Linked DNA regions of Mus musculus: all the other regions are linked to region 4. The links are chromatin contacts, called in public ChIA-PET, HiChIP or PLAC-seq and promoter capture Hi-C maps. All regions are on one chromosome and are shown on one strand. Each heading gives the region's core, a stretch centred on a gene start, on an enhancer-like site or on the middle of the called end of the contact. The rest is flanking DNA. Distances are from core to core; before and after follow the strand shown. Region 1 holds the start of Fam216a (family with sequence similarity 216, member A). Region 2 holds the start of Clip1 (CAP-GLY domain containing linker protein 1). Region 3 holds the start of Arpc3 (actin related protein 2/3 complex, subunit 3). Region 4 holds the start of A930024E05Rik (RIKEN cDNA A930024E05 gene). Region 5 holds the start of Vps29 (VPS29 retromer complex component). Region 6 holds the start of Rsrc2 (arginine/serine-rich coiled-coil 2). Region 7 holds the start of Tctn1 (tectonic family member 1).

Evidence for each region. Promoter capture Hi-C pulls out the DNA fragments that hold promoters and counts their contacts. ChIA-PET counts read pairs in DNA pulled down with a chosen protein or histone mark. HiChIP or PLAC-seq counts read pairs in DNA pulled down with a chosen protein or histone mark. Capture Hi-C pulls out chosen DNA fragments and counts their contacts.
Region 1: an H3K4me3 HiChIP or PLAC-seq map of embryonic stem cells shows a contact between it and region 4, with 9 read pairs. The contact joins the promoter of Fam216a here to the promoter of A930024E05Rik in region 4. A contact is called at or near these places in 2 of 39 promoter capture datasets (liver and neural stem cells) and 2 of 115 datasets of contacts at active chromatin or transcription factors (embryonic stem cells and regulatory T cell precursor).
Region 2: a contact with region 4 is called in a promoter capture Hi-C map of pre-B cells, with 2.8 times the contacts expected there. The contact joins the promoter of Clip1 here to the promoter of A930024E05Rik in region 4. A contact is called at or near these places in 4 of 39 promoter capture datasets (the C10 cell line, liver and pre-B cells) and 2 of 115 datasets of contacts at active chromatin or transcription factors (memory CD8 T cells and microglia).
Region 3: a promoter capture Hi-C map of liver shows a contact between it and region 4. The contact joins the promoter of Arpc3 here to the promoter of A930024E05Rik in region 4. A contact is called at or near these places in 3 of 39 promoter capture datasets (hippocampal neurons and liver), 5 of 115 datasets of contacts at active chromatin or transcription factors (effector CD8 T cells, large pre-B cells, memory CD8 T cells and 2 more) and 1 of 9 other capture datasets (liver).
Region 5: a contact with region 4 is called in an RNA polymerase II ChIA-PET map of memory CD8 T cells, with 98 read pairs. The contact joins the promoter of Vps29 here to the promoter of A930024E05Rik in region 4. A contact is called at or near these places in 1 of 39 promoter capture datasets (liver) and 2 of 115 datasets of contacts at active chromatin or transcription factors (bone marrow-derived macrophages and memory CD8 T cells).
Region 6: a contact with region 4 is called in an RNA polymerase II ChIA-PET map of memory CD8 T cells, with 31 read pairs. The contact joins the promoter of Rsrc2 here to the promoter of A930024E05Rik in region 4. A contact is called at or near these places in 2 of 115 datasets of contacts at active chromatin or transcription factors (double positive thymocytes and memory CD8 T cells).
Region 7: a promoter capture Hi-C map of pre-B cells shows a contact between it and region 4, with 2.9 times the contacts expected there. The contact joins the promoter of Tctn1 here to the promoter of A930024E05Rik in region 4. A contact is called at or near these places in 3 of 39 promoter capture datasets (the 3T3-L1 cell line, liver and pre-B cells), 1 of 115 datasets of contacts at active chromatin or transcription factors (regulatory T cells) and 1 of 9 other capture datasets (adipose tissue).

The regions. Positions count from the first base shown.
Region 1 is chr5:122,370,628-122,375,036 of GRCm38.p6, forward strand. It overlaps Fam216a (family with sequence similarity 216, member A), which reads right to left and starts at 1,715. Exons shown (of 7, transcript NM_026883.4): 1 at 1,256-1,715. The coding sequence starts at 1,320. It overlaps Gpn3 (GPN-loop GTPase 3), which reads left to right and starts at 1,881. Exons shown (of 8, transcript NM_024216.2): 1 at 1,881-2,029; 2 at 3,284-3,392. The coding sequence starts at 1,982.
Region 2 is chr5:123,682,278-123,686,342 of GRCm38.p6, forward strand. It overlaps Clip1 (CAP-GLY domain containing linker protein 1), which reads right to left and starts at 2,084. Exons shown (of 24, transcript NM_019765.5): 1 at 1,975-2,084.
Region 3 is chr5:122,389,496-122,393,370 of GRCm38.p6, forward strand. It overlaps Arpc3 (actin related protein 2/3 complex, subunit 3), which reads left to right and starts at 2,383. Exons shown (of 7, transcript NM_019824.4): 1 at 2,383-2,502. The coding sequence starts at 2,497. It overlaps Gm32853 (a long non-coding RNA gene), which reads right to left and starts at 3,816. Exons shown (of 4, transcript XR_387695.4): 1 at 3,044-3,816; 2 at 1,387-1,501.
Region 4 is chr5:122,987,279-122,991,252 of GRCm38.p6, forward strand. It overlaps A930024E05Rik (RIKEN cDNA A930024E05 gene), which reads left to right and starts at 2,076. Exons shown (of 3, transcript NR_045820.1): 1 at 2,076-2,813. Kdm2b (lysine (K)-specific demethylase 2B) reads right to left here and starts at 1,821. Exons shown (of 23, transcript NM_001003953.2): 1 at 1,590-1,821; 2 at 384-528. The coding sequence starts at 1,622.
Region 5 is chr5:122,352,710-122,357,063 of GRCm38.p6, forward strand. Vps29 (VPS29 retromer complex component) reads left to right here and starts at 1,619. Exons shown (of 4, transcript NM_019780.2): 1 at 1,619-1,767. The coding sequence starts at 1,765. It overlaps Rad9b (RAD9 checkpoint clamp component B), which reads right to left and starts at 1,496. Exons shown (of 13, transcript NM_001382853.1): 1 at 1,430-1,496. The coding sequence starts at 1,466.
Region 6 is chr5:123,746,726-123,750,669 of GRCm38.p6, forward strand. It overlaps Rsrc2 (arginine/serine-rich coiled-coil 2), which reads right to left and starts at 2,689. Exons shown (of 10, transcript NM_001005525.2): 1 at 2,564-2,689. The coding sequence starts at 2,569. It overlaps Kntc1 (kinetochore associated 1), which reads left to right and starts at 3,001. Exons shown (of 64, transcript NM_001042421.1): 1 at 3,001-3,099.
Region 7 is chr5:122,262,521-122,266,741 of GRCm38.p6, forward strand. Tctn1 (tectonic family member 1) reads right to left here and starts at 1,940. Exons shown (of 14, transcript NM_001039153.3): 1 at 1,618-1,940. The coding sequence starts at 1,849.

The DNA.
Region 1 (4,409 bases), core at 465-2,964, 620 kb before region 4:
CTGAATGTTTTGGGTTTTTTTTTTTCAAGACAGGGTTTCCCTGTGTAGCCCTGGCTGTCCTGGAACTCACTCTGTAGACCAGGCTGGCCTCGAACTCAGAAATACGCCTGCCTCTGCCTCCAGAGTGCTGGGATTAAAGACGTGCGGCACCACTCCCAGCTGGACTGGATGTCTGAAAACAGAGACAGCTGCACACGCTCTTGACTTTTTCCTGTTTCCATCAATGTCTTACCAAGTTTCTCCTCTAGATTGGCTACAAAAAAGAATACAGCTTTTTCTAAGTGAGTGGTCAGATTTTTAGCATACTAGGATGAACGTGTGAGTGTGTGTATGTTACTGGGAGATAGAACTCAGGGCTAACCAACACTATACAAGTGCTCTACTACCACCAAGCTGGATCCCTAGTCTAATATTTACTTTACCAGAAAGGACTTAGGTAAATCTGGTCTCATAGCGTCCTAGTCTAATTCTACAGTGAGATCAAGCCTGTAGTTTGCTTGGTTCCTGTACTTAGCCACATGATATCTTTCTTGTTCTTTAATAGAAGTAATTTCTGTCCTGGAAAGAACAATTACGTTGTGCTGGAACTAGTACGCTGGTTTGTTAATTGTTTCCAATCATGGATCTGGTCTTTTTACTTTTTTCAAAAAATGAAATTGATTCCTGTAGCCGGGTAGTGGTGGCACACGCCTTTAATCCCAGCACTCGGGAGGCAGAGGCAGGTGGATTTCTGAGTTCAGGCCAGCCTGGTCTACAGTGAGTTCCAGGACAGCCAGGGCTACACAGAGAAACCCTGTCTCGGGGAAAAAAAAAAAAAAGTCTTAGCACCAAATATATATTTACAATAAAATGTACATTTAATAATAATGTACTTAATAAACATAAATATATTTTTATTTCATGGCCACGGATTCAGATTCTACAAGAGCCATGATTGTGGGCCTAGTTGGATCCCAGTCATCCCGCCTCTTGATTTTTTTAAGGAAGGAGGCCAGGAGGGGGACAGGGAAGCATGGCATCCAGCTGTGATATCAGAAGTCAACTGTCCTCAGCCATCTAGGGGACAGTTAAAACCTTCCCAGGCCCGAGGCGGCTGGACCCTCGGCTCCCCGCCAGGTTAGGAGCCCGAAAGCTCAGTCTCTGTCCTGCTCCGAGGCCGCCTCGGCAGCCGAGCCCCGCTAGAGCCCGCTCCCCCCCCCCCCCCCCCCCCCCCCGTCTCGCGCCTCCTCGGCAGGGGTTCCCAAGGCCGCCTCACCCTTCACCGCCTTCCGTCCGGGCCAAGGCGGGCGGCCCCGCGACCCCGGGCCAACGGCTCGGCATCCCGTCCACACGCGTGCACCACACCGGCTCTGAGTCGGCGGCCTCCGGCTCTCCCCACTCCGACCCTGCTCAAGTGGCCGCCGGATGGTGCGGAGGAAGACCCGAGTTCCTGGAGCTGTAGACCCGAGGGCGGAGGAACCTCAGGTAACCAGGCTCCTGCGCCTGGGCATCTCTCGCTGACAAGGACGCGTCAGGGCAAATCCATCCACACGCACCCTAAAGCAAGTATTCCTTATCCACCTCAGTATTCTAGACCCTCAGAGGACCTGCAGACCTTCGGTTGTCACCCTATGTGTCAAACCCAAGCACCGGTGCTGCGGCCCGGGGGCGCGGAGCGTAATTCGCGATCCGCTATCACCTAGGCAACCGCCTTCGCCGGAGGCCCAACCGATAACGGCTCTCGGCTCTTTCTCTTTCTCTCTCTGCGCACGCGTGAACGAACTCGTGTCCCCGCCTCCTCTCTGAGCACGGCACGCGTTTCGGAAGGCATTTTGGCCCTGGGGACGCTCCGTAGTCTATGGTGTAGTAAATACCCGTGCTGAACGAGCGATCTGTGGTTGCGATTGGCTCCTACGCACATTCCCCGGAACGCCGTGGCTGTCGCGCGAAGGCTGAAGGGAGTGTGGCCGTCGGCTGTGTGTGAAACCCCCGGAGAGGCGGCATGCCTCGATATGCGCAGCTCGTCATGGGCCCCGCGGGCAGCGGGAAGGTGAGCCTGGAGGAGCTGCGGTGCGTGGGTGGCTGGGCTCCGGGGAAACCCTGGGTATACGGCTTCCTGCTCTCTGCTTGTACCTTGCTTTTTTTTTTTTTTTTGTTTGTCTGGGAGTGATAGCAGCTTTAATAGCTCTTGAGCGGCTTGAGAGAGGGCTGAGCGCTCAAGAGCTTGTTCTGTCCTCCCAAAAGACTTCAGTTCTGTCCAGCACCCAGACAGAGCTGCAGGACACCTTTGCTCCAGGAACTGCCCTGGTCGTTCCAGGTGTCTTCATATCCATTCTGTGTGCTTGATCCTATACCCATTCTACAGATTACAAACACAGAAAGGTTTATTTTGTTCAAAATCATACGCTTACTTAGGTCCGCCCCGGAATCTGAGTCTGGGTTGTTGGTCTTTTTGTTTTTTTGGTTTTTTTTCCCCTGTCTAATTCCAGACAAGGCCCCCTGCCACGCACCCAGTATGGGGTCTTTTCTTCCCTTTTTCTCAGAAGTTTGGAGTATGGGTTTCAGATAAGTTTGTAGATATGCACTGTTTGTGGGCATTTTTTTCTTTTTCCTTTGAGACAGGGTTTTTCTGTGTAGCCCTGGCTGTCCTGGAACTCACTCTGTAGACCAGGCTGGCCTTGAACTCAGAAATCCGCCTGCCTCAGCCTCCCACGTGCTGGGATTAAAGGCGTCTGCCACCACTGCCTGGCTCTAGTTTTTATATTTATTTTTTTTGTGTGATACAGTGTTTCTTTGTGTACATATTAAGAGAATGATGCTAAGGACACTTAAGCACAGTAGAAACGGCAATGGTGACATTTGAGGGATGCCTAGAGTCTATAGAGGTGTTTGTATCATTTTAATATTTAATAAATACAATATTCAGAGTACTAGAGATGGCTGTGTGACTCCACAGGGCCTGTCATCTGATCTGGAAGGTACACAGCTCACCTGTCAGTTACAGTGCATCTGTATGGTGGGGCTGTCCTAGGTAGAGAGAACAGGCTGTCAAAAGGAAGCGTGGAGCGTGGAGGAGGTCATTTCTGTAACCTACGTTAATTTGTAGACTGTGTTAAAGAAACATCCTGAGCCCACGCCCTGCATCTAGATCTGCAGCTCTGGTCTCATCGCCTTCCCAGGGTTTCCCTGGAGGTGCAGTTTGGCTTGGGTGGACACTGGCTCAGAGAGGGGAGAATTGTCTGGGCATGTGGAGGGCGGTACGCTACTGCCTTGGGTGCTAACCCCCCACCTTGTCACGTTACAGAGCACCTACTGTTCCACCATGGTTCAGCACTGTGAAGCCCTCAACCGATCTGTCCAGGTGGTCAACCTGGACCCGGCGGCAGAACACTTCAACTACCCTGTCATGGCCGGTAAGTCCCGGCAGGGCCACCTTCTTCAGGCACCGTAAAGCTCAGAAGGCACTGGAAGCCGGCTGCTCAGTTATTCACGTGCTCAGCCCCGGGGTGAGGAGGAGCAAGATGAGGCCACGGGCCATTTCATGGTGGTGTTTGTGGGTGTGGATGCCATGGCCTCCTTTTCTGGTCTTTGCTGGGAGACTCTAAGGTGAGCGGGCTCCTGCCTCCCTGCCTTTCCCTCTGGTCCCCTTGTTGCTTACTCTGGTGAGTTGGGGGTAAGATGGTTTGTCCACAGTAAATAGCACCTGTGCTGGCTTAAAAAAGGTGAGGCTCAGCCGGGCATGGTGGCACACGCCTTTAATCCCAGCACTTGGGAGGCAGAGGCAGGTGGATTTCTGAGTTCAAGGCCAGCCTGGTCTACAAAGTGAGTTCCAGGAAAGCCAGAGCTACACAGAGAAACCCTGTCTCGAAAAACCAGAAAATAAAAAAAATTTAAAAAGGTGAGGCTCAGGGCTGGGCTGGGGCTTGGTGGTGGAGTGCTTGCCTAGGGTATGTGAAGCCCTGGGTTTTACCCTCAGCACCACATAAAACCAAGTGAGGTAGTACACATTTGTCACCTCTGCTCAGTGAAACAAAACAAAGCTTTTTTTGTTTTTTAATTAAAAATAGTAATCCTCAAACAGAAGCTGCTCACTGAGATGACGGTGCAAATGTTTGAGCCATCAGCTATATACATACACACATACATACGTACATACATACAGACACACATACATACGTACATACATACAGACACACATACATACGTACATACATACAGACACACACATACGTACATACATACACACATACAGACAGACAGACAGACAGACATACGTACATGCATGCATACACACACATACATATATATGTACATACATACATACATCTCGGTACATTAAGTTCCGGGATGGATGACCTCACATGGGGAAGGAGTTTGGTTAGAGAAGGGGGACAGAGGCAGAGCCCTGAAGCTGTGCGTTCTCTGGAGGC
Region 2 (4,065 bases), core at 834-3,333, 700 kb after region 4:
ACCCAGTCTTGAAAAACCAAAACTAAAAGAAAAATTAAAAATACTAGTTTTTAGAATGTATTAAATTTCTTAAAGACAAGAACCAGGTTGGCTTATTTTCGTGCTCAGCAATGACTGAAAGAGCTGAGAATAGCAAAATCCTCATGTTCAGAGATACTACCAAAGTTCCCACCCAGGTTCAATGTTTACCTCTCTAATCCAGGCCTAGGAGGAAGCCTAACCACTTCCTCTGAACCTCAGCAAGAGTCCCAGGCTCTCAGCTGAGCAATCACCCACTTCCTTGGCTTTCATAACGTCCAGCCTTGCCTTTTACCATTGATTCACTGCCCTAACAAACTAACTTAGCAGACTGAGGTACAGTTCTTGACAACATCTCGTATTGGCTGTGACTCTGACCTTTCAGTGCCCTCCCTGTAAAATGACGATGACAGCAACCTCCCTAGGTTGGATGGATTACATGAGATAAAAACAAAAACAAAACTCTGCACTTGCCCAGAGCACGGTCAGAAGGAGCCCTCCATAAACCCTAATTGTTATTATTTCAAGAGGAAGAAATGCCCCAAGGCTGAGGAGCAACAGTCCTGAGGATACTTGCAAAAGAGCATCATTACGCCTAGAAGCCAAACGCGGCTCTCCTAACTGGGAGCCACAATTAGGAATAATAATCATAAAATCCTAGCATGAGAATCACCAAAGCACCACCGCATAAATACTAACAGAGCCCCAAGCAGACAGACAGACACAGTCCTGGGCCTAGAAGAGGCTAGACTGCCGACTCACACCAAAATGAAAAAAAACAAAAACAAAAACAAAAAAAAAACCAAGGAAATGACAGAAACATATCCACTGTCTTAATAAATAAATAAGTAAATAAATAGAAACAGTAGTTGGCAAGTTTTTGCTAAAAAATGGGTATGCACGTGGATTCCAGACTTAACGAGTCATTTCTTCATACCAGAGAGGTGGGGCTGGGCAGGGAGGAAGGGGGTGGTGTGCGGTTTCTGCCAGATGGGAAAAGCCACATGAAGCGGAGAGACTACGGGATGTCAGGGCAGGACTCCAGACTCAGAAAAAAATAAAAATAAATAAAAATTAAATAAATTAATCCGATATTCTGTTGTTCTCTCCCCAATAACGCAACACCTCCAGGTTCGAGACAAACCACAAGGCTCTCTGCTTTTAAAATAGTCACCCCATCCCCACCCCCAACCCCGAACAAGTGTCATCTGTCTTCCGCGCCAACCCCCGACCGCGCTGGCAGGTTCGGGTTACCGGGCAGCGGTGATTTCAGAGATCTGGCACCCTGTTTCGCCCTTCTACCTTCACAGAGAATCACGCTCCAGGGGTCTGAAGGAAAACAAAAGCCCGGGGCCGAACAGCCAGGGACCGGGAACCGGGGCCCGAGCCGGGCCGGGCTGAGCCCGAGCGCCACGGGGCAAGGGCGCCCTCCATGCCGGCTCGCGGCCGGCCACCCGGCGTCCCGGGCCTGCCCGAGGAAAGCTCGCCCAGATGGCGAGCGGCGGGAGGCGTCCAGGGCAACAGGTCGAACCGGACCCGCGGCCTCTGGGAGCGACGGAGCCGTCCCCGGAACCTCCCCCTCCAAGAGCTGGGGAAGAGGACGCGGGCTCCTCCGAGAACGGCTCCCGAGGCGGCGCAGGGACAAGGAGTCCACGCTCCATCTTGAGGCGGCGGGAGGAAGGCAGGCAAGGCCCCGGGCCGCGGCTGCCAGGGCCCGGACGCGCGCGGCTCGCACGCAGCCAGCCTTCCCCGCAGCCACGCTCTCCCCGCGCCCGCCACCCTCCCGGGTGCGTCCGCGGCTCCTCGGCCGCCGTCCCGGTGCGTGGCGGGAGCTTGAGACGAGCCTTCCCTCCCGGCGTTTCCCTCCCGGATCCCCGGGCGGCGGGAAGGAGCGGAGGGAGAACGGGTGGGACGGCGAGGAAGGAGAGATGGAGATGGGGCCCGCGCTTCGCTCACCGCCTGGGACGCCGCTGGTCGCCGTCACCTGCCTCCCAGCAGCAGCAGCAGCAGCCGCCGCGGCCGCCGCCTCCCGCCTCCCCGGCTCTTCGGCTCGGGGCGGGGAAGAGAACGTGACGCGCTGCCGCCGCCGCCGCGGGGCCGGGAGAAGACGCCGCGCCGCCCCTCCCCGTGCCCGGGCCGCTGCCGCCCGCGAGCTCCCCTGCCGCCCCTTTGTCTGCCTGCTCCCCTTGCGAGCCCCTAAATCCTCCACGATAAGGAGCAAGATGCCGGGGGACGGACCGAAGGGCCTGCAGACGCGGGTGCCTTGGCATTTCAGGCTTCTCCCTGTTTCCTAGCCAAGTGTGCCCAGAATATGCAAGTCACCCCGGATGGCTACCCGTAGACTGGACCAACCGCAGCCTGCCGTTTGGGGATGGGATGGGGTGCGGTTGGAGAGTGGGGGAGCTGATTGATTTCATTGACCTCCCTTTCCCGCCTAGAGCAGGGTGATAAATCCGTTGCCCCAAGTTGGAAGGGAGATGCCCATAGGCAAGCTCAGCTTGGGATGAACGGTCTCTGCTCTCCAGGAAATCACTGAGGGGTTAAAAAAAAAAAATCCTTTGAGATGAGCCCAGGGCTGCAGCCCAGTTAGTTTAAGAAAAGCGTCTTTTATTCGCCCCAGTCGTTTGGACAGAAGCCCAGGTTAATGTCCCGTTCGGGCTCCTCCCCAAGCAGGGATCCCCTTGTCAAGCTTTTGAAAGGGACTGGAGAGGACGCTGCAACAGCCGGCTCAGGGCTGCGCTAGCAGAGGGCGGCCAGCATTTCGCTCCCATGGACCATGGCAACCCCAGAAGTTTTGCAGCTCCCGGCAGAAATCTGCAGCTGTTGGAAGCCCAGGTTTCTGCAGTGACTCAGTATTGATGGAGAAGGGGCCAAGGAGGAAATATTCTGAAGGGCGACCTCCCTTCTTGACCTTTATTTAAAACACCATTGTGTCTGGGCAAACAGGCACCTCAGAGAGCCCAAGAAGGGAACTCCACTGGAAATGCACAAAGTAAATTTCATCTGCAGACCCTCCTGTCCATTTAAGCCTTAAATCACACACACACAAAAATAATCTATTATTCCACCTGAGCCTGATATGTGAGCTCCAAGGTCAAGAGGTGAGAGTACCCTGGGAACCCAGAATTCATTCCTACTTAGGCAAGCAATACTTACCCGCTGATCTGAGTACAATTCAACTCTGTTTTTCCTCTCTTGGTTATTCCAGATGGTTTCTGTGTGTAATAGCCTTGGCTGTCCTGGAACTCTCTTTGTAGACCAGGCTGGCCTCAAACACAGAGATTTGCCTGCCTCTGCCTCCTGAGTTCCAGGACAGCCAGAGCTACACAGAGTATACATAGAACCCTGTCATAAAATTTATAATAACAAATAAATAAAATATTTAATAATAATAATAATAATAATAATAGCAGCCAGGCCTATTGGTGTGCACACTGACAATACTAGCCTTCAGGAGTGGGAGGCAGCTGAATCTCTTGAGGTTAACCTAGCCTGCTCTACATACCATCCAGGGCTATATCCTGGCGATGAGTAAAAATGTATTGGGGTGGCAGCAGCACACGCCTTTAATCCCAGCACTCAGGAGGCAGAAGCAGAGAGAGCTCTGAATATAAGACCAGCCTGGTCTCCAGAACGAATTCCAGGACACCCAGGCCTACACAGAGAAACACTGTCCTGAAAAACCAAGAAAAAAAAAGTGGAAATGATGAGAGAATGACAAACTGCTGTTTAGAATCCCAGGATGAGCTCTCAAAGAGAACCAGCCAATGACCACAAAAGCTCCATTCAGCTAACCAAGAACAGCAGTAGGCACCATCCTGCAAACTACACTCCAGGCCTTCTCAATAGACTAGGGCTCTGAGTACAGACGGCTTTACAATGTGGAGGGTGACCAAAGTCACTTATAAGGTTGCCATCACATATCTAAGATCCTGTGCCTTTTTAAAAATCCAGTAAGGCAGGATATCTGTGAAATTGGTGCTTGATGCAGTAGTTCTGATCAATGAATATCTTTTTGAGTGCACACACACAAAAAGTTGAGACCTC
Region 3 (3,875 bases), core at 1,133-3,632, 600 kb before region 4:
TGTAGCCCAGATTAAAGGTGTGTTCCGCCACACCTTTAATCCCAGATGAAAGGTGTAGCCCAGATTAAAGGTGTATTCCTTAAACTCGGAGATTCAATCTTCTGGAATCCATAGCCACTGTGGCTCAAGATCTTCAAACCAAGATCCAGATAAGGATCTCCAAGCCTCCAGATAAGGGTCACTGGTGAGCCTTCCAATTCCGGATTGTAGTTCATTCCAAATATTGTCAAGTTGACAACCAGGAATAGCCACTACAATACCCTAAAGCAGAAGAAATAGTTTTTCTTTTTAACTTACATTGAATTACATTGAGCTTTTGAGAGTCCATTGGCAGCTGGTGTGGTGCAGGTCATGGGAACAGCCAGCCAGAAGGTCTTTCTCCAGCATCCCTCAAAGGCCAGGCTCTGGCAGAGTGAGGCTGGATCTTAGTAAGCCCAGCTAGACGTGACATTACAGAGTATTTTCCATAACTTCTTTCCTTGAATCCTTGCAACAGGGCCCAAGGCTCCCTGGATATTTGGTGACCAGTCTACCTGGTAACGCTAATTCAGCCCTCATAGCCCTCAGGTCAGAAGTTGTCATGTTGGCCTATAGGGCTGAGTTTGGTCCATTTTCAATAAAGCCAAGTGAGGCTCTCTGAATCCATAGTCGTTGGCATCTGGAGGCCAAGGCTGAGGGCAAGAGCCAAGTGTGGCTGGGCTGTGCACCAGGCCTGGTGTGGGAATGGGCTGAGCTGCCTGTGGCCTAGGAGTACGGGATGGCTGAAAATATCCTGGTCTCTGGTCTCTGGACTCCCATTAACAGGTTCCCAGGCATGGTGGCGCACACCTTTAATCCCAGCATTCAGGAGGCAGAGGCAGGCAAATTTATTGAGTTCGAGGCCAGCCTGGTCTACAGAGTGAGTTCCAGGACAGCCAGGGCTACACAGAGAAACCCTGTCTCCAAAACCCAAGAAAGAGAACATGTCTAATGTTAGTTCTAAATACTTTTCTTGTAGCTCATTTCAGCCTCCCTAAGCAATGAGGTAAATACTGAGGCCTCTATATTTAGGTGAGGAACAGAGGCACAGAGAGGTACATTAAGTTGCTCAGAATAACACAGCTAGTCATGTTGGAACTAGGATTCAACCCCAGGACCTGGCTCCTCAGCAGTCATACAAAGAACAGGGAGTATAAGCCAGACATTGTAGAGACCAGCCTGGGCTACATAGTTAATACCTTGTCCAAAAACAAAAAGTGGTTGGCTGGGTATGGTGGTTACATATCCCCTCAGTCTCAGTACTTGGGAGGCAAGGCAGGTGGATCTCAAGAGTTCAAGGCCAGCCTGGTCTACAAAGCAAGTTTCAGACTAGCCAGGGCTACCCAGAGAGGCAAAATACATACTTACATACATATATGATGGGTGTCAGTGGTGGGTTTGTAGTCATCCCCTCAGACATGTGGCATCACTCAGGCCCTTATAATATGCTTGGTTTTCATGACCACTTAGTCCTTGCCATGATCTGGGAAGACATACACCATACCTTGTTGAAAGAGTAGAAATGATATACACATTTAGTGGGTGACAGACAGGTCAAAGGGGTAGGCTCAGGACTTTTCTTTCCTTTACCCCTGTGGTGGTCCCTGACTGTCTTAACATGACAAGGAAGATAGACACCACCGTCGGCATCATAAAACTAAGCAAGAAAAATAAATAAAAATAACAGGAGTGATGGGCACATATCTGTAATTCCTGAACACAAGTGGGTGCAGATCAGTTCATATTCATTTATATGTATATGCCAGCCTGGACTTCATGCGACTCTTAGCAAAGAAAAAATTGAAAAATAAAAAATATTGGCCGCCAAGACGGCTCAGGGTGTAGGTGTTTCTGAAGACTGTGTTGGTTCCGAGAGTATCACGGTGGAAAGTGAGAACTGATGTCCCCCACCTTGCATTGTGGTAAAAGTACAAAACTAAGCCAGGTGTGGTGGCGCACGCCTTTAATCCCGGCACTCGGGAGGCAGAGGCAGGCGGATTTCTGAGTTAGAGGCCAGCCTGGTCTACAGAGTGAGTTCCAGGACAGCCAGGGCTACACAGAGAAACCCTGTCTCGAAAAACCAAAAAAAAAAAAAAAAAAGTAAAAAACTAGACATAGCAGAAGGGTAAATCAGGCGACTGAGTGGTACTGGATTTGAAGCTGAAGCCGGGAAATGAGAAAAAAAACCCAAAAAACAAAACCGGGAGCTGATTATTAACCACTTGCGAGGGAGTCTTCAATTTCAAAATCCAGCCTTTTATTCTGAACGTGCTTTATGCATGCGCCACGGTCATCGCCTCACGCTGACGCGCCCCCTGGCGTCACTTGCGGTCAGCGCAGCCGGAGCAAGTCACCGGAAGTGCGTTTATTCCTTCCGCCCGCCTCTTCCGGCTTACTTCCGCCCACTCCACCCAGGCTCGGTCGTCGGAAACGCTTTCTGAGTTCGGCTTCTCTGGATCGAATCCGGACACCGTCAAGATGCCGGTAAGCATTCGAGCCCCAGGGGCGGGGAGCCGAGCGGGGCGAGGGTCCGAGGGGTGGCAGGAGATCTGTGTCATAAGGCCGGGGAGAGAGGAAGCGTCCGCCCTGATCTCCAGCCTTTGCCTCCAACACCGGCTCGCCTGCCCCGCCGCTTCCCCCCTAACCCTGCCGTGTTCCCAGATCCCACCCTAGAGCCTCGAACCTAAGAACGATGGCTGGCTTTTAATTTATTTTTAAGTCTAAGGTCCAGCTTCTCCTTTTTTTTTTTTTTTTTTTTAAATTTCCCCCTTGTCATTTCCACTTCCTCCTCCACCCCAGGGAGTGGGATCGGCCTGCTACCTAGTCACCTGTCAGACCTCACTTCCCTGATGGACCCCTTCCTCCGTCTCCCTGCTCTGACTCCCACCCGACTCCCTGACCACCACCGAGCCAGCGCTGGTTTCCTTTTTCGTGTGCATCCGAGTGGGAGGAAATTGATGCCGATTGCAGCTTAGCGAAGGGACGCTTGAATAGCGTGCACCCACACTGAACCAGTGTTACTGACCTCTCGCTGTGAAGCCAGCATTGTTGACAGCAGCGACTAAGGGCCACTCAAGGAGCTCACAGTTTAACGGGTAGACAGTAACCATGCAAATGCACATAGGAAGTAGTTTCCTATCTTAACAACTGCTGTGACGAAAACAGATAGATGGCAGTTAGCCTACCCCTATCGCTCAGTTATCGCTCATCCCAATACCGAGGCAGGAGGATGGCAAAGTTCAGGCCAATGTGGACTATGTAGTGAGTTCTAGGCCATCCTGGGCTACAGAACTGCAAAGCCTGTCTCCCAAGAAATGGGGGAAGAAAAAAAAAAAAAAAGAGGCTTGCATGCAGGAGGTGGGGTCACAAGGTACAGCAGCTCATGCCTGTGACCCCAGCTCTGGGGAGGCAAAGGACAGGCAGATCTTCTGGCTTATTGGCCAGCCAGCCCAGCCAAAAATAAGCAAGTTCTGGGTTCAATGAAAGACGATGTCACAGGAAATAAATATATATATAGAGAGAGATAGTAGGGGCTGAGGAGGTGTCTCAGTGGTACAAATGAGAGGACCTGAGTCTGGATGCTTAGCACCCAAGTAAAACAGAAGGGGCGGGGGGAGGGCATGCAAAGCGTGTCTGCAGTTTCGGAGCTGGGGATGTGTAGAGTTCCCTGAGGCTCCTTGTCTCAAAAATAAAGTGGAAAGCAGTTAAGAAACAGACCTATGGCCTCCACCTGTGGATATGAGCATACATACCTACATGCACACATATGCACACACGTGAACATGAACACTACACACACACACACACACACACACACACACATGTACACATGCATGGTCATGTGCAAAATAAAACTA
Region 4 (3,974 bases), core at 826-3,325:
GTCCCAGGGATGTCTGGAAGGGCTCCTGCCAGACACTGCACCTCTGGCAGCACAGAGAGCGCAACTGGCTTGGGAGAGTGAAGATGCTGCGCTCACGCCCTCCCTGGGTCCCTCTTAGTCCAATAGTCCCTTGGCAGTGACCACCCTGGTACTAATGATGGGTACAGTTAGGGCCTAGGCCCACGCCAGGCCCAGCCCTCTTCCTGCCTGCCCTCCTCCCTTACCACCCCCACCCCCACCCCCGGTGCTCAGTCTCGTTTCGTCACCGGATCCCCTGGAATGGGGGACGCGGGCGCGAAATACGAACCCAGCCACAGGCAGCTCCCTCCCCACGTGCGCGCTGGCCCTCTGCAGAGTGAAGCCAGGAGAGGGGGGTGCCTCACCTTTGCCTTCCATAGCATGCACGAAGTCCCCCTGGTATAACTGGCTACGTAGCTTCTCCTCCAGGCTGAAGCCACGGACGCTGACAATTTCCTCCACGTCCGACAAGTCTTCGTTCTCGTCGTATCTCTGGCGGTCAATCGCACGCTGCGGGGACCCAACCAGAGAACCCCGGACATTACTGAGAGGACTTGGGGGGGTCTCCTCTCACCCTGGGCCCACCAAGAACAGGTGCAAGAGTCGCGCGCCCACTGCACCCCAGCATTGCAATCTGAGCAACTTTGCGCAAATGCCAAAGATGCTGGAAAGCAGAAAAAGGGGCTCACACCCCCAAGGCCCGACTGCCCTTAAACGAAGCAATCCCTTCTTGCATCTTTGGAAGCTATGGAAATGGTATTTGGGGGCTTTCCTCTGCCCCCACGCCAAGTGATGTGCTAAGCTTTGCCCACTCGACTGGGAGCCTGGTTATGTAACCCCTGAAGGGGGCTCCGGGTATGAGCTGGCGGGGCAGATGTAGGCCCCGAGAGAAGCCGCTGCAGCAACCGGCTCCGCGGTAACAGCAGCCCTGGCGGCCACGGCGGCCAACCCGGGAAGCCGGAACCCAGGGCCGGCGGCATTACTAAGGCTGGAGCTGCTCCCGAGCTACAGAAAAGCTGGAAAGCTGAAACGGAAGGGTTGAGACCCTAACGGCCCCCGCCGACCGACCGCTAGTGCAAGAAGAGGAGGGGAGGGGAGGAGGTTAAGAATGTGGGGGGAGAGAGGCAGCCAGCCCACCACAAAGCTTCTATCAGAGACCCCAAAACGCACCAGCAGCTGCCTCATCTCCCCACGAGCGCGCGCGCACACTCACTTCCTAAGGAGACTCCCCCACCACTCCCCGCATCCTTCTTCCTCCTCCCTCCGCCGCTCAGCACCGAGCCCCGCAGCCCCCCAGATCCCAGGCGAACCCCGAGCCCGCTCAGTCCCTTCCACGCCTTTCGGCGTTGCCTCCTCCCCACTTAAGTGTCTGAGACCCTGAGCCTCACAAGAGACTGGAGGAGTAAGCTGCTTGCTTCCTTTTGCATGCAATTTATTATTTTTTTCCGGTCCTCTTGCAAAATACAGAAAAGGAAAGAAAAGGCAGCAAGAAACAACCAAAAAAATAAATAGATAGATAAATCGATCATATACCAGATACAGATTTGGGGGAGAAAAAAAAAGCTACACACCAATCTTCTTCCAGAGTCTTTCTCTGCCTCCATTTTTTTAGGAGAGTTCACCAATTAATTGTCAACACTCCTGCCCCCTGCATTTTGGCGGAGGGGGAAAGGAGGGAAGACCAAAGAAAAGAAAGCAAAAAAATAAATAAATAGAGCAAGCCAGAGCCGATATCTACAAAGTTTTGCACCAACACTTAAGCAGATCCGTTTGCAAAGTCCTAGGAAACCATTTTCAGCAGTTGTGGGGGGGGAGGCGTCGACGTCATAATCCCCGGAACGTAAACATTGTTGCCGATCGCGCTCGGAGCTTGCGGCTAGGCTAGTTGGGGAAAGGGGGGGCTCGGGTTGGGGGTGTCGGGGACCGCAGCCGTAGGAGGTGTGGGGCCAGAAGGGAGCCTGGGACGCACCGGGCGCTGTTAGCGCCTTGGCATCGCTGTTTTGTTGTTGGGTCACGAGTGCGCCTCTGCACGCAGGCGCCGCCGCCGCCCGGGAGCTGACTTTTGGAGGGCTGAGTTGCAGGCGGCGGGCGCATCCCAGAGATGGCGGGGCAGGGAGGGAGGGAAAGAGAGGAGGGGGTGGGGAGGGAGGTGCAGATTTGCACGGATGGCCTCAGCGGGAGGCGCGGAAATGCTAGCCAAGCCTGCTGGCGTGAAAGCCCCCGGGGCCTGGCACCCCCCAAAACGACCCCCCACCTCTGCCCCTGCCCCCTCTTGCTTGGGTTACGCAGGGCTGTCCCTCTCTTCCTTCACCCACCTTTCCTCATTACCTATGCTGGCGACCTAAATTCAAAGTATTTTGTATGTGTGATTTCTTTTTCTGTTTTGCTTTTCTACTGCATGCCTGGGGGGAGGGGCCAGCCTGTCCAGACCCTTATCCATTTGCGAACCTGCCATATGGAGGAGGCATCTGAGGGGCTCAGAAAGAAATTACCTCAGCACTGTATCTGTACAGACTGCATAACTTTTAAACTCCCGGGGCTGAAATAATAATATGGAGACACACGCACAGGTACAGGAAATACAGCCAGTCCACAGCCTTTTCAGACTGCAGCTGACCGGAAGAAAGCCTTTGGTTCATTCATTCGGATAGCCTCGGTAGTACAGCCCTGAAATAGAAGTTGGGCTTTTAAAGAGAAAGGAAAAAAAGTCTCTACACTCGCTGAGAAGAGATAAATCGATACACAGGAGGGAATAGAGAATCGGATTCAGCGTCTCTAATGCAGGCAGGCAAAAGGTAAGCCTCTCTCGTGTGGCAGTTTAAGAGAAAAGTGGTGGTTGTTTGTGGCTTTCTGGGGTACAGCAACCTTGATTGATCCATATTGTTTCTCAGCGGAGAAGGGGGGCAGCCTTTGTGAATATTCCTGGAGTAGCAGATCCCCAATGTTCCTCCGTCTTTTAAGTAGTGCTTGTGACTGCTTCCAGAATTGACTGACCCTCAGTGGTCCTGGAATTCCTTTAAGTTGAGAGAAATGCTGGCCCTAAACTTTGTTTCCCTCCGGGCCTCTTCCTTTCTTGCAAGGGCCTAATGACAGCATCACAAGGATGTTCTGAGAGACCTCCCAGGTGACGCTAGCTTGGCGTACAAGCTAAAGCAGGTCATTTTGCACCCTGGAGAAACCCAGATTCAAGAAATTATGAGTTTAGGTGACTGCTGTTTTTATCTTGTCCCAATGTCAAGAGCACTGGTTCAGACAGATACGGGGAGGAAGTGGCCTTGCCACCTGAAATCAGCTGTGAACCACACATCGTCACCCTCCCTTACGTCAGAATTTCCTGCCTTATCGGTCTGTACTTTTTTTCCACCTGTCCCCAAATCTGCTCTTTGAATTTTTTTTTAAAAATTCCATCCATGCACGTTATCGGTAGAAATCTACGTAGAGATGAGGCGACAAACACCAAGTTTGTCACCAAACTGAAACTACATCTACGTTGGCTCAGCTGCATTCTCTGGGCAGCCCTTCTAACCATCCCTGTGAAAACCAGGGGCCAGCTGGTGCTGTAACGCAGTCCTGGGATATTTGGCCTAGCAAGCCTAAGGCCCTGGGTTCCATACCCATTGACATGGGGATGTGGACCACTTTATCTGGCTCTTCTTGTGAGAAAGAATACGTTTGAAGGGGATGTCTCATGGCCTTGTTGCTCTGCTTTGTAAGTGAGGATGCTGGGATTCAGAAAGGCAGAAACGACTCGCTCTCAGTCATGCTGCTTACCCTTTCAAATGTCCACCGACTTCATTTATGCTTCAGAATGAAATAAAGGAGGGGCCCAGGGTTGAGAATCAGTGGATTACAGAATTAAAGCAAAACTGTCAAATAGGATGCTGGAGATTTTCGTTCATCTTCCTCCCTGAAGTCTCTCCCTTCCCCCCAGAACCCCCTTCCACTCCCTGTGGCTT
Region 5 (4,354 bases), core at 369-2,868, 640 kb before region 4:
AGAAAGGACGGTGGGATCCACTGAACAACTTAGTCATGCCTGTCAAATGCAAGTGATTCTTCTGTTGCGTGTTAGCGCCCTGTGGGTCAGACTGCCTGAGATGGAAATAGGGGATTTTAGTTTTACAGAGACAAGACTACTCCTCAATCAAAACACTAGTTATCCAAAATTGTTGGCAAACTTCATCCTTCCGAAACTTCAAGGCCTTTTCCGACTAACCCATTTCATCCTGGCTCTACTAATTGCTCTACGCTTGATCTTGGGCTAAAGGCTGGAAACTAAGTGGTTAGCACTTGCATCCATTCATGGGCTATCCATACGACAACAGCATTGAGCATCTTGGCTTCCAACATGCTAGGCTAGGTTAACATGTTGTTAGACTATAACGATCTCAACTTTGATGCTGTGTCAAGCCTTAGCAAAGTGCATCACTATGAGAGGAGGCACCATGACAGGAATTCACCACACGGTGTCCTAATTGTATGTGATGCCACAGAGCTGGAAACAGTGGTTTGAAATCCTTTTTTCCTGAATATGTCCGAACAATTTCCCGTTAAGTGATTACACTGAACTTTTTGGTCAAGATACACCTGGGAGTTAAACTACTCAGCCGATCCACACAGCGTTTTATAGACTAATTTACATTAGGAAATGCCGTATACCCTTACCTACATACACAGTAAGACTTCAATAAATATGCATCGACATAAAATTCAACATTATTTCTCCTGCAAGCCAATTTCCGTGCTAATGCTCTCATTCATTTTGAGTTCTCCCAACCTCTGAAGGGGGATGGTACACTGGCCCTTCTTTGGTCTGTCTACACACAAACCCGGTCCCCAGCCCAAGCATCCCACCCCCCTTATAAGGCTATGTATTATACAGTTCTCCACACAGTCTTTCTAATTTCTGATCTCACTACATGGACTTTTTATTTAGCCCATGCTTCTAACAACCTCTATCAACGAAGGGGCTAATATTAGTCTCATTTTTCGACTGAGGGACAGAGAGGATTGTTCGAGATTATATATTAAAACAAAAACAAAACCCAACAACAATAAAAAAAATGTCTCCGGCAGAATGTCGAATAAAGCAGCAGGTTGGTTTTCCCACAGCTCAAAAATACTTTTGCTGGTCAAGTATTATTTCCCCCCTTGAATTCTCTCCACATCAGCCCTCCTCAATCCGAGTTTAAGGCCCAATGGCACAATTCTTTTCTCGGTCACCGAATTAAACCCTGGACATAAATCAAATGGAACGGGGCTGGCATGCTCTTCGAAGCCCAGCATGGCCCTCGCGAGGCGCGCTATGGCAGCTTCAGTCGTGGCGAAGAATGGCGGAGGAGGCCGAAGAAGACGATGGATAAACCCTGCACGAGGCGTTAGACTTTTCCCTCTTCTAAGTAGCAAAGCAAGAATGGCCGCTCCACCTTTCACCTGGCCGCCCGTCATCCCGCACTTCAGCATGGCTACGGGCAGAGCAGGCATGGAGGGCGCAAGCGCGCCAGCCGCGGGTGCCCGGATGTTGCCCCCGCACTTTCCGCGAGCTCAGCCTTTCCTTTGCCCCGCCCACGAGCGATTTCTTGCAGCGCCGGGTTTTTTTTTTTTTTCCCTTGACGGGAAATGACCCTTACGGGCCCCCGTAAGACAGGCTCTTGCCAACTTCGCGTCTCATTGGTGGCGGAAGAAGTGGGCGGGTCGACCGAGGAGCCTGAGGAAGAGGGCGGCGGCGTTCGTGGTGATTGAACGGAGCCCTGGTGACAGGATGGTGAGCCCCACGGCGGCTGCTACCCGGGTGGGGCCGGGATGCTGCGGCGTCCGGTTGAGGGAGTGGGGTGGGGGCGCGAGGAGGATCCGGGTGGCCGCGGAGTTGGAACGGGAGGACCGCGGCTGGTTGAGGGTGCGGCTCGGCCTGATGTCGCCCCCTCGCCCCAGCGGCCAGAGGGCGTGCGAGGCGGACCCGGCGGCCGGACCCGGTCACGAGATCGGCTCCGGCAGTCGGTGTGACCGCACGTCTCTTCCCTCCTGGTCCTTCCCGGCTTGCTGGGGGTAGCCGGCCTCGGGGCAGAGCGCGAAGTAGCCGTCGCACTGGCCGCCACTCCGGACGGGGACCCGGAAAGGGGACTGCTCGTCTCCTGTGGCCGCTGCGGCCCCATTGAGCGATGTCGTGGGGATCGTTTGGAGCCTGCGGAGATGCGCGGGGTTGTTCGGAGAGCCTTAGCTTACCCAGTCTGCATCAGACCTTTAGGCCCGTCCCCCCCAATAGATTGCTGTCCCTACGACTTTTCTGTGCAGACACGTCCTTGTAATCCGATTTTCGAAGGCACTCTTTGCTCTCTAAAGTTGGGGGGGGGGACTGCTGTTTGTCCTGATGAAGGTTAAAGTGAAGGCACCTCACTGGCTGCTGGGCACGCGTTGCGTTTTTCACAGATTATCCTTGTGCAGACAACCTTTTAAAAAGGTGGCCTAGCAAACACAGAAGTGGATGCTCACAGTCAGCTAATGGATGGATCACAGGGCTCCCAATGGAGGAGCTAGAGAAAGTATCCAAGGAGCTAAAGGGATCTGCAACCCTATAGGTGGAACAACATTATGAACTAACCAGTACCCCGGAGCTCTTGACTCTAGCTGCATATGTATCAAAAGATGGCCTAGTCGGCCATCACTGGAAAGAGAGGCCCATTGGACATGCAAACTTTATATGCCCCAGTACAGGGGAACGCTAGGGCCAAAAAGGGGGAGTGGGTGGGTATGGGAGTGGGGGTGGGTGGCTACGGGGGCCTTTTGGTATAGCATTGGAAATGTAAATGAGATAAATACCTAATAAAAAATGGAAAAGAAAAAAAAAAAGGTGGCTTTATAAGCCGTTCCAAAGGTATATGCTTAAATTCACTGGATTTTGGCATCTAAAAGAGAATTATTTTGCTTTAGACTCCAGTTTAAAGTAGACTAGTTCTTTGATGGCAATTTGGAGACACTTGCAAGGAAGAAGAATTTGCTGGAATGATTGCATATTCATGTCTCTGAAGTCGTTTTGAGGGGTGAACGCTTATGTTTAAGGGCAGTTGCTATGCTGGGCATCACGTTTCTTTTAAATTTTTATTTTGAATTTTTGTGTATGTGTCTCTACATGAGTTTATGTGCACCAAACAAGTTCAGGAGCTACTGGAGACCAGAGGGCTTCGGATCCCCCGGAACTGGAGTTACAGGGAGTTGTGAGGTGCCACGCGGGTACTGGGAACCAAATCCGGGTCCTTCAAAGATCAGCAAGTGCTTTTTAATTGCTGAGCCATCTCTTCCATCCTAAGTCAGGTTATAACGATGTAGCCCTACTGGCCTGGAAATCAGAGATCTGCCTGCCTCTGTCTCCTGAGAGTGGGCACTAAAGGAGTGTGCCACCACACAGAGCTTGATCTTGACATTTTTGTCACATGATAAAGTACTCCAGCTAGTAATATCCTCTATAGCACATAACTTACCCTGGAGTGTGATTTTTCAATACTAGAACCTCAAACATAAAATAAATAAATATATATATGTGTGTATGTATGTGTATATATATACATACACACACACATATATACATATCTATATACACACACATATATATACATACACATATACACATATACCTCCAGTATATCTAGAGATAACAAGACCCCAGTAATGAGAAAATACTAACTTTAACCTTTTCCTGATGAATTCTTCAAATTATAAATATCAAATCTTTATAATCTACTCAAATTATAAAGAGTAGACAGATTGAGAAGTAAAGAAACAGGAGTTGGTGTACAAAGCAAGAAAATGTAGAACGACATTGACAGTTTGCTGTGTGTGGGTGTTTGTCCTGTGTTTAAAAAGAGAATCAGTAGTTCTTTTGGAATTATTTTCGGCACAGCTGATTTTTAACATTTCCTTTCATAACATTCAGAAATCATTAACAATTTTTGCATATTTGGTATGGGTTTTTGGTTTATTTGTTTCTTTTCTTTTAACTTTTGTTGCTTTCTTTTAACATTGGTCATGTTTCACCCCCTTTTTTTTTCCATTCCCCTGTCTGCAATCAACTTCTTCATTCCACTAAGGCTGGGCACAGAGTAAGTTTTTCTCCGCTCCTACTAACAATGGTGGTTGGGTGGCTGATAACTGACTGGATTTCTTACTCTTTCCAGCTCTGTCAAATAGGGAGTAATCAAATCCCCATGCTTGTTTGGGTTTTTGCTTTTACATGATTTTTGACAAGACTTTGGCTTCCAGATCCTTTGCTGCCTCTACTGTCTGTCTAACCTGATTTGTCATTGTGGAATTTAGGCAAGGACACTCTTGACATGTTATTTCTTTCCCATAACTTTGTC
Region 6 (3,944 bases), core at 1,439-3,938, 760 kb after region 4:
GGTAAAACAAGCAAACAATAACACCCATAAAACCAAAAGTATTTACCAGCTGCTCCTTCCACCAAGTGTTTACCAACTTCTCATTTAGGACTTCAGAGGGAATAACTACAATCTTCATCAGTGAGAATCATGACCAACTTTTTCCCTTGGGAAGATTAGTTCAGAAAATAAGTACCAAAATAAAGGAAGTGTATTATTTTACTGGGGCACAAAAAGGATCAAAACTGATAACAGACTCCAATATTAAATAACACACAAAATAAGACAGATTTGGGGATAGGAAAGGTGGCTCATCAGTTAAGGACACACAATTAAAAGGACAAACTTATGGTTGGAGGTGAAATGCATAAATTATGTGCTAAGCTACCAGTTATAGCTCAATAGAGAACAGTAAGATACAGAAAGAAAGTATTTCAAACGATAGCCGACTCTCCTAAAATACTATAATCTCCCTGATTTACTATCACCGAGTAATAATACATGCTGCTCTAGTACATTATTAAGGAGGACAGTGTTCCAAAGAACATTTTCCCCCTTCTTGTTCTCTGCATCCTTAAGGACGATTTCAGATTGGCCTATGGTATTTTCTCAGCTTAAAAAGCACTTCAAACAAACCACAGGCACCCCTCATCTCAGGTTCAGATGCCCGTGTGTCCAAAGCTGCCCCCAAACTTTTCAATCTCCTGTTACAGCCTCTCACTAGGAACCCTTTTTCTGAAAACCAATATGAGAACTGAAAACTACAGAAAAAGAGGTTTAGTCCAATAACGCTTATTCTGTAGCATGCTCAGAAGCCTGGTAACAAGAGGAACCACTGTGTGACACAGGTTATGAGCAGTCATTTCACATACAAAACACACTACAGAATAAAACCCACTTCATCATTAAACCCATGAAATAATAGGCGTCCTCCCCATCCCCCGGAGACTGAGAGCCAAAATATCAATTAGTCAGTTTTACTTCAGTTTAGTAGAAATCCATAGAAACACTGCCTGCAAACTGCAATGTTCAGTCACTGGGTCTATAAGCCACCCGTTTTCCACATTTAAATCGTGAAAACCCTAGACAACAGCTGAAGCACAGCATACAAATCCCTTTAGCAGAGGATTTGATACTAGGCCAGCTCTCTGGAGGATTACGTTTACAGTGGACGACACTGCAGAAAGCCAATAACTGAATTTATCTCACTTAAAATAATGGAACACAAGGAAAATAATACCATTCTTTTTTTTTCTTTTTTTTTTTTGGTTTTTCGAGACAGGGTTTCTCTGTGTAGCCCTGGCTGTCCTGGAACTCACTCTGTAGACCAGGCTGGCCTCGAACTCAGAAATTCACCTGTCTCTGCCTCCCAAGTGCTGGGATTAAAGGCGTACGCCACCACACCCGGCAAATAATACCATTCTTGAAGTATACTAAGAGGCCCAAGACACTAATCCCACAATTTAAAAAAGCTTGCCTACTCTTTGAAAAGTCAAAAAAAAAAAAATCATTCTAAATTCATCTAGAAAGAGGGTAGTGAGATGCAGAAAAACTACCTGTACCATTCTAATTTCAAATACTCCAACTATCAGGAAAAGTAAGCCTTATTTGCAATATGAAGTTAAAACCTGTCAGTAAAAGGAAATACAGAATGCTTACAAGAATATTTTCTTTCGAAAACCAGAAACAAATTATCACAGGCTAATATGATTCATTAGCAATGAGCATAGTATATATCCAGGGCAGGCTTCCTGTTCAGGTCTCTTAGATACGGCTTCCATTTGGTTCAGGAAGGGGGTCTTAAACAATGCTGCGGTTCTCAAAGGTTTCGGAGTTCGGGGGCAGCATGGCCTACAGAGCGAGTTTCAGGACAGCCAGGGCTACAGAGAAACCATGCCTCAAAAATAAAAACCCCAAAAAACAAAAAAAAACCAACCCCCCCCAAAAAAAAACCTCATAAATCGCTTTAAAACATAAGGGACTGGAACTAGATAGACTTTTTTTTCCCCTCTTTAAGTGAATCCCAGTTTCAACCAATAAGGTTCGCAAAACTAGAAGTAGCCCTATCACTGAGGGATCGCTCAAAGATAAATAAACAAACAAATAAAAAGACTGTGTCCTCCTACACTGCGCCTTAAGGAGCCTGCCTTTTGACCCGATGCGTCCCAGAGGATACTTCTGGTCTTTTTTTCCTTTCCGGTCAAATGCGATAAAGCGCCAAGCATGAACGCAGAAGCCTTAGGAAACGCAAAGCCTAACACCAGTCTGGGTCAAAGAGCTAAACCCCACAGTTCGGTGGGCTTCTGGAGAAATACTGGGTCAGGGAAAATGATGAGGAAAGTTCTGGAGAGGGAAAGAAAAAACCAAGCCATTCCCTGCGGCTCCCCACCCCCAGCCAGACGGCCTTACCTCCCCCTCCCTGCAGCAGGAAGCCATGATGGCGAGCGCAGCGAGCGGCCGCGGCGCCATCTTGTCCACACACAGGCACGGACAACAGCCCTGATGAGCTGGTCGCCCACTCTGTGTTAAAGAAACAAACAAACAAAAAACCCAGCCTGGCCTTCGAGCTCCACTTAGTACCTACCGCCATTATTTTTTTGAGTCCCGGCCGCTAAGGCGGCGCCTCTGCTTGCCCGCACTCAACAGTACTGGCCGCCTCGAAGCTTCGCCACAGACTGAATCTCTTGCGCGAGAGACCCGGATGGCACAAGAAAAAAAAAAAAAAAAAAAGGGGATGAGGCCGGGCCAGGCGCGCAGCTTGCTGGGAGAAAAAGTGGGTGGCGATAAGAGTTTCTATAACAACGCGGTTCGAGGCGGTGATTGGTTAGTCTCTCGAAGGGCGTGGCGTGAAGCCTACGAAGTGGGTGGGGCCAAGGATACCTCCCAGAATGGATGCTCGGTATCGGGAATTCAATTTAGTTTAGGGCGGGGCGGTTTCCGCGCTCAATTTTGAGCCAAGTTTGGCCTGCTCCGGCCTCCGTAAAAGGGGTTGAGCACGGTATTCTCCCGCCAATTCAAATCAGTGGCAGGGAAGGTAAAATGAGTAGGGGCGGTTGTGTCCGTCGGGAAGAAGTGTGAGACACTTGAGAATTCTCTTTTTAATTTCGTCAGCTGCTGCAGGTGAGACGTCAGCCTTGCGGCTCGATGGGAGCGGGAGGAGTGTTAGGTGGAACCAGCAGGGGGCTTCAGTCCGTCTCTGGGTTTTATCGATCTCTAGATGATGGCGGGAGAAAAAAATTAGAGAGGATTCTAGATGGCAGGCCGTCTGAGTTTTCGTGGATATAGCTTCATCGATAGTGTTTCATCTGATTCATGACCTTGTATTGGCTCGTCTGTTTTTTTTCCGCACTCGGTGATGTCAAAATCTGTTTATCACCTGTTTGCTCTCTTTCACCAGAAGAAAGTGTAGTCTTAAACGGGGCAGTGGTGGCGCACGCCTTTAATCCCAGCCCAGCATTCCGGAGGCAGAGGCAGGCGGATTTCTGAGTTCGAGGCCAGCCTGGTCTACAGAGTGAGTTCCAGGACAGCCAGGGCTACATAGAGAAACCCTGTCTCGAAGGAAAAAAAAAAAAAAAAAAAAAAAACCAAAACCAAAAAAACCCAAATACTTGACACAGTGTTCAACCATTTTGTCGTTGTTGTTCCCTCAAGACTATAAACCTCAGGGTTGGGAATGTTAAGTCAGTTGGTAGAGTGCTGAATAACTGGTCTAGCCTGTGGTCTGAGTCCAGACTCACAGAGCTTTGTCCTGTCTTTGCCTCCCAAGTACTAGGTTAAAGGCCAGTCTGGCTCAGAACTCAGAGATCCACCTGCCTCTGCCTCCTGAGTGCTGGGATTTAAAGTCGTGTTATGTTCTTAGCAGGAGCTCTTTTCCTTTATTCATTACATTCCTAGCCCAAATGTTATCTGCTTCCAGATAGCATATTATCAGACAATTCAAATAGAGTCCCAGGAACCATCAAAAC
Region 7 (4,221 bases), core at 690-3,189, 720 kb before region 4:
GTGCCTTCCACCATGGTTCCTGCCTTTCCCCAGCTAAGGTGTCACTGAATCTGTTTGTTTGTTTGTTTCTTGTTGTTTTTCTTTGAGACAGGAATTCTCTGTGTAGCCCTGACTGGAACTCACTTTGTAGATCAGGCTGGCCTCACACTCAGAGATTCCCCCACCCCTCCCCAGGATTAAAGAGTGTACCACCTGCACAACCTGGCTTGATTTTTTTTTAATTTATTTATTTATATGAGTTACACTGTAGCTGTCTTCAGACACACCAGAAGAGGGCACCAGATCTCATTACAGATGGCTATGAGCCACCCATGTAGATGCTGGGATTTGAACTCAGGACCTCTGGAAGCGCAGTCAGTGTTCTTAACCACTGAGCCATCTCTCCAGCCCCCTGGGCTGCATCTTAACTGTAATGTTTGGTTTCCTTTTGGGGAAGAGGGGCAATAATCTCAGGCTTCAAACAAAGAATTTTAGCCAAATGCTGACGGGATGTCATAGCATTCTTATTTGTATGAATGAATGGTTTCAAAATTTACAAAAAAAAAAAAACCAAAACAAAAAAACAAGCTCTAGAGATGGGAGGCAGGCTGGGAGGCCCACACCTGGGAATCTCAGCAACTGGGAGGCAGAGTCAGGAAGATGTCAGGTTACAGGCCAGTCTGGGTCACTTAGCAAACCTGTCAGGAACAAAGTTAGGAAAGAAGGCGAAGGCAGGAGACTGGAATGGTTCTAGAACAGGCTGGGGAGATGGCTCAGGAGTTAAAAGCACATACTGCTTGTATACAGGACCTAACTTCTGTTCCCAGGACCCAAGTCAGCCAGCTCTCAAACAAACTCCAGCTCCCCACTTCGGTTCTCCAAGGGCGCCAATATATATCCACCCCATCCTCACAAACATATACAAATATGCACACACAATTTAAAATACTTTTTTAAGATTTAGAAAAAATTCCCCCCGAAAGTGGTATAACGCTCTGGAAAGGCACGAAGGGAAAGGGGAGTTTTATTGATAAATGAAAAATGCTTTCTTAGTCCGAAAGACAAATTAGCTCCTCCTTGACTAGGTCCTCTCTAGCCATGGACAACTGCGCGTACTCACTAAAAGAACGCCATACTCCCTTCACTGGGATGGGTAAAAGGGAGAGAGCAATTAAGTCCACTACCTCATGTGTTTAAATTTACAACCACGAATTGTTGCCAAAGCTTCAAATTCCGAGCGGTAAGTAGATACGGATGAAACAGGTGTGTTTAATAACTCCATTTAGCTGGTAAAAAATGTCTAAAACGCACTTAATCACCCTGAAAATATCTGCTGGGCTCTCAGTAATCTAGACACAACTGGGATGCCCATGTCCGTGTGTCTGCGTGGAGAGGACGAAGATCCACTTAGCACTCTTTCTTCTACCAGTACTGCCTTCAACTCATTCTGTAGGTTTCTATCTAGTACCCCACTGCAGCCGTCTGCAATGATGCGGAAAAGGGAGTAACTGAGCCCCGCCCTCCGCATTTGTGTGCCAGAGATCCGATCTCCCCCTGAGGGTAACGACAGGGAGGCTGAGAAGGGGGTAACTTTGAGCTGGTGTACCCGCTCCAGGGGGGTCACCCCTTTGTACCCACCGTCCGTGACCGGGGTAGGCCTGGGGCCAGAGCGCTCCGGTGCCCTGGGAGTTCCCGGGGTCCTAGGCGACAGGGAGGGCTGCAGAGTGGTGGGGGTGGCCTTGGTGGAATTGAGATCCTCCTTCGTCACTGCTGGGGTGGCCGCAGCCGGGATGGCAATGACCTGGGTGCTCGAAGAGGTGTAGCAGTTTAGGAGCACCAGCAGGAGCGGCGGGAGACCCCGCGACCCCATGGCCTAGCAGAGTAGCCCGCGCCGGGGAGCTAGGCCCGTCTGTTGCCCGGGCAACAGTCACAGCCTAGCGCTAGGTATCACGGGAAAGGGCTCGCGAGGCCAAACTGGTCTGCGGAAGAAGGTGGGGCCTGAAGTCAGACCCGCGAATGGGGCGGGAGCTGGGCGAGGCTATAGGCGGGGCCTGGGCGGAATCGGAGAGGAGGGGCGGGGCCGGTGGGGGCGGGGTATGAGACAGCTCTTTCTAAGGAGCCCTCAGAAAATCGGAAGATGTAAACTTCTGTTGTGACACTTTGGGTGCTGCGTGGTTGTTTTTTTTTTTTTTTTTAAAAATGTAGATTCCCAGCTATAGCCTCACAGAATTCGGAGTCAGTCAAGACTAGGGCAGAGCCTAGAAGAGAGTATTTCTAATAAAAGACCCGCAGCGCATGTTTAGAAGTGACTTGGTTCCTTTAAGTTACATTGAATTTCTTACCCCATGTAACACTTTCTTTACTTTCTTTGCCTTTGGATACATCGCAGGAGGTCGCCAGAGCACTTCTGTCCACGGATTTATTTATGATAAGAGAAACAAAAGAATTCTTAACTTTTTGGTTCTTTTAGACGGGATCTCTCTGTGCCTGACTAATCTCGAACCCAAGGCAGCCCTATGTCAGTGCCTCATGCCAGGCATGCACCACCGCATCCAACCTCCATATCTGCCTTTATGATTATATCATTTGGAATGTTCTTCTCATCGTGTGTGTGTGTGTGTGTGTGTGTGTGTGTGTGTGTGTGTGTGTGTGTTTACTGGTAGGGGGAGGATGGGGGAGGAATTTGAGACAGGGTTTCTCTCTGTAGACCTGACTGTCCCAGAATGCACTCTGTGGACCAGTCTGGCCTCGAACTCGGAGAACCACCTGCCTCTGTCTCTCAGGTATTTTTTAAGGGTTAGTTATGTTTTGTTTTGTTTTGTTTTTTGTATATGGTGTTGTGTCTGTATGTATGTACACCAGCAGAGGGCATCAGATCCCATGAGACAGTCATAGACATGACATGAGCCACCAAGTGGTTGCTGGGAATTGAACTCAGGACCTCTGGAAGAGCAGCCCAAGCTCTTAACCGCTGAGCCATCTCTCCAGCCCTTCCTTAAGTCTTACAGCCCTGTGCTTCAAATCATTCTGTGAAAAGTTCTCAAAATCCTTTTATCCAGTCTCAAGCCTCAATGTAATTTTCTGACATTTGACTTCAAGGTGTAGACTGTTATCTGCTCATACATTTCGAAAGCCTTAGGGGACAGTGGGGACTCATTTGTTAGTTTCTTTCTTTCTTTCTTTCCATCATAATTCACTGAGTCCATCTAGGGGCTAGAGAGATGACTCAGCCATTAGGAGCCCTTGCTGCTTGGAGAAGACCAGGGTTTAGTTCTCAGCACCAGCATGGTGGCTTCTCACCTGTGTTACTCCAGCTCTAAAGGATATAAACCGGTCCTCTGGTCCCTGGGGGCACCTGCATGAGTGTGTGCACCCAAATAAAAGCACACATCTAAATGTGACGCTTCCATTATTCAAAACTGAATATATGAATATAAGCAATATAGTAGTCACCTATGCTGGAGTTTCTTCCCAGTCAACATTTTTGTTGGCAACAAGTAACAAGTTTACTGGGTGTAGAATTTGGTTTGGTTTTAGTTTTCAGTGGTTTTTAAAGATTGATTTATTATTATATGTAAGTACACTGTAGCTGTCTTCAGATGCTCCAGTAGAGGGCATCAGATCTCATTATGGGTGGTTGTGAGCCACCATGTGGTTGGTGGGATTTGAACACAGGACTTTTGGAAGAGCAGTCAGTGCTCCTACTGGCTGAGCCATCTCGCCAGCCCCTCAGTGGTTTTTAATGAAAGCCGTTCTAACAGGTATACTAGACTTTAAGTAGACCTGTATTTGCATTTCTCTTGGATACCCTTCCTAGAAGTACATTCTATGGTCTTGTGTGTAAGTTTATAAGAAACCGCCCAACCTTTCTCCAGAGCCACTCCCCAGTGTTCTTTCCCCACCAATAGAGTCTGACAACTCCAGTTTTGGATGCTCTTGAAACACTGGGAGGTTAGGCATGATCAACTCCACTTCCATTTTTGTTTGTGGCTAACTTGACAGGCTTGCGGTGGTGTCTCCTTGTCAGGTAAATTTGTTTGTTTGTTTGTTTGTTTGTTTGTTTCAAGTCAGGGTGTCTCCTGTAGCCCAAGCTGGCTTCAAACTCACTATGTAAATAAGAATGACTTTGAACTTCCGGTCTTCCCTCTCCTTCCTCCCAAGTGGGTGGGATGCAGGGTGCCTATCGCTGTACCCAGTACAGATGACCCTGGAGATCCAACCTAGCGCCTCATGCATCCGAGA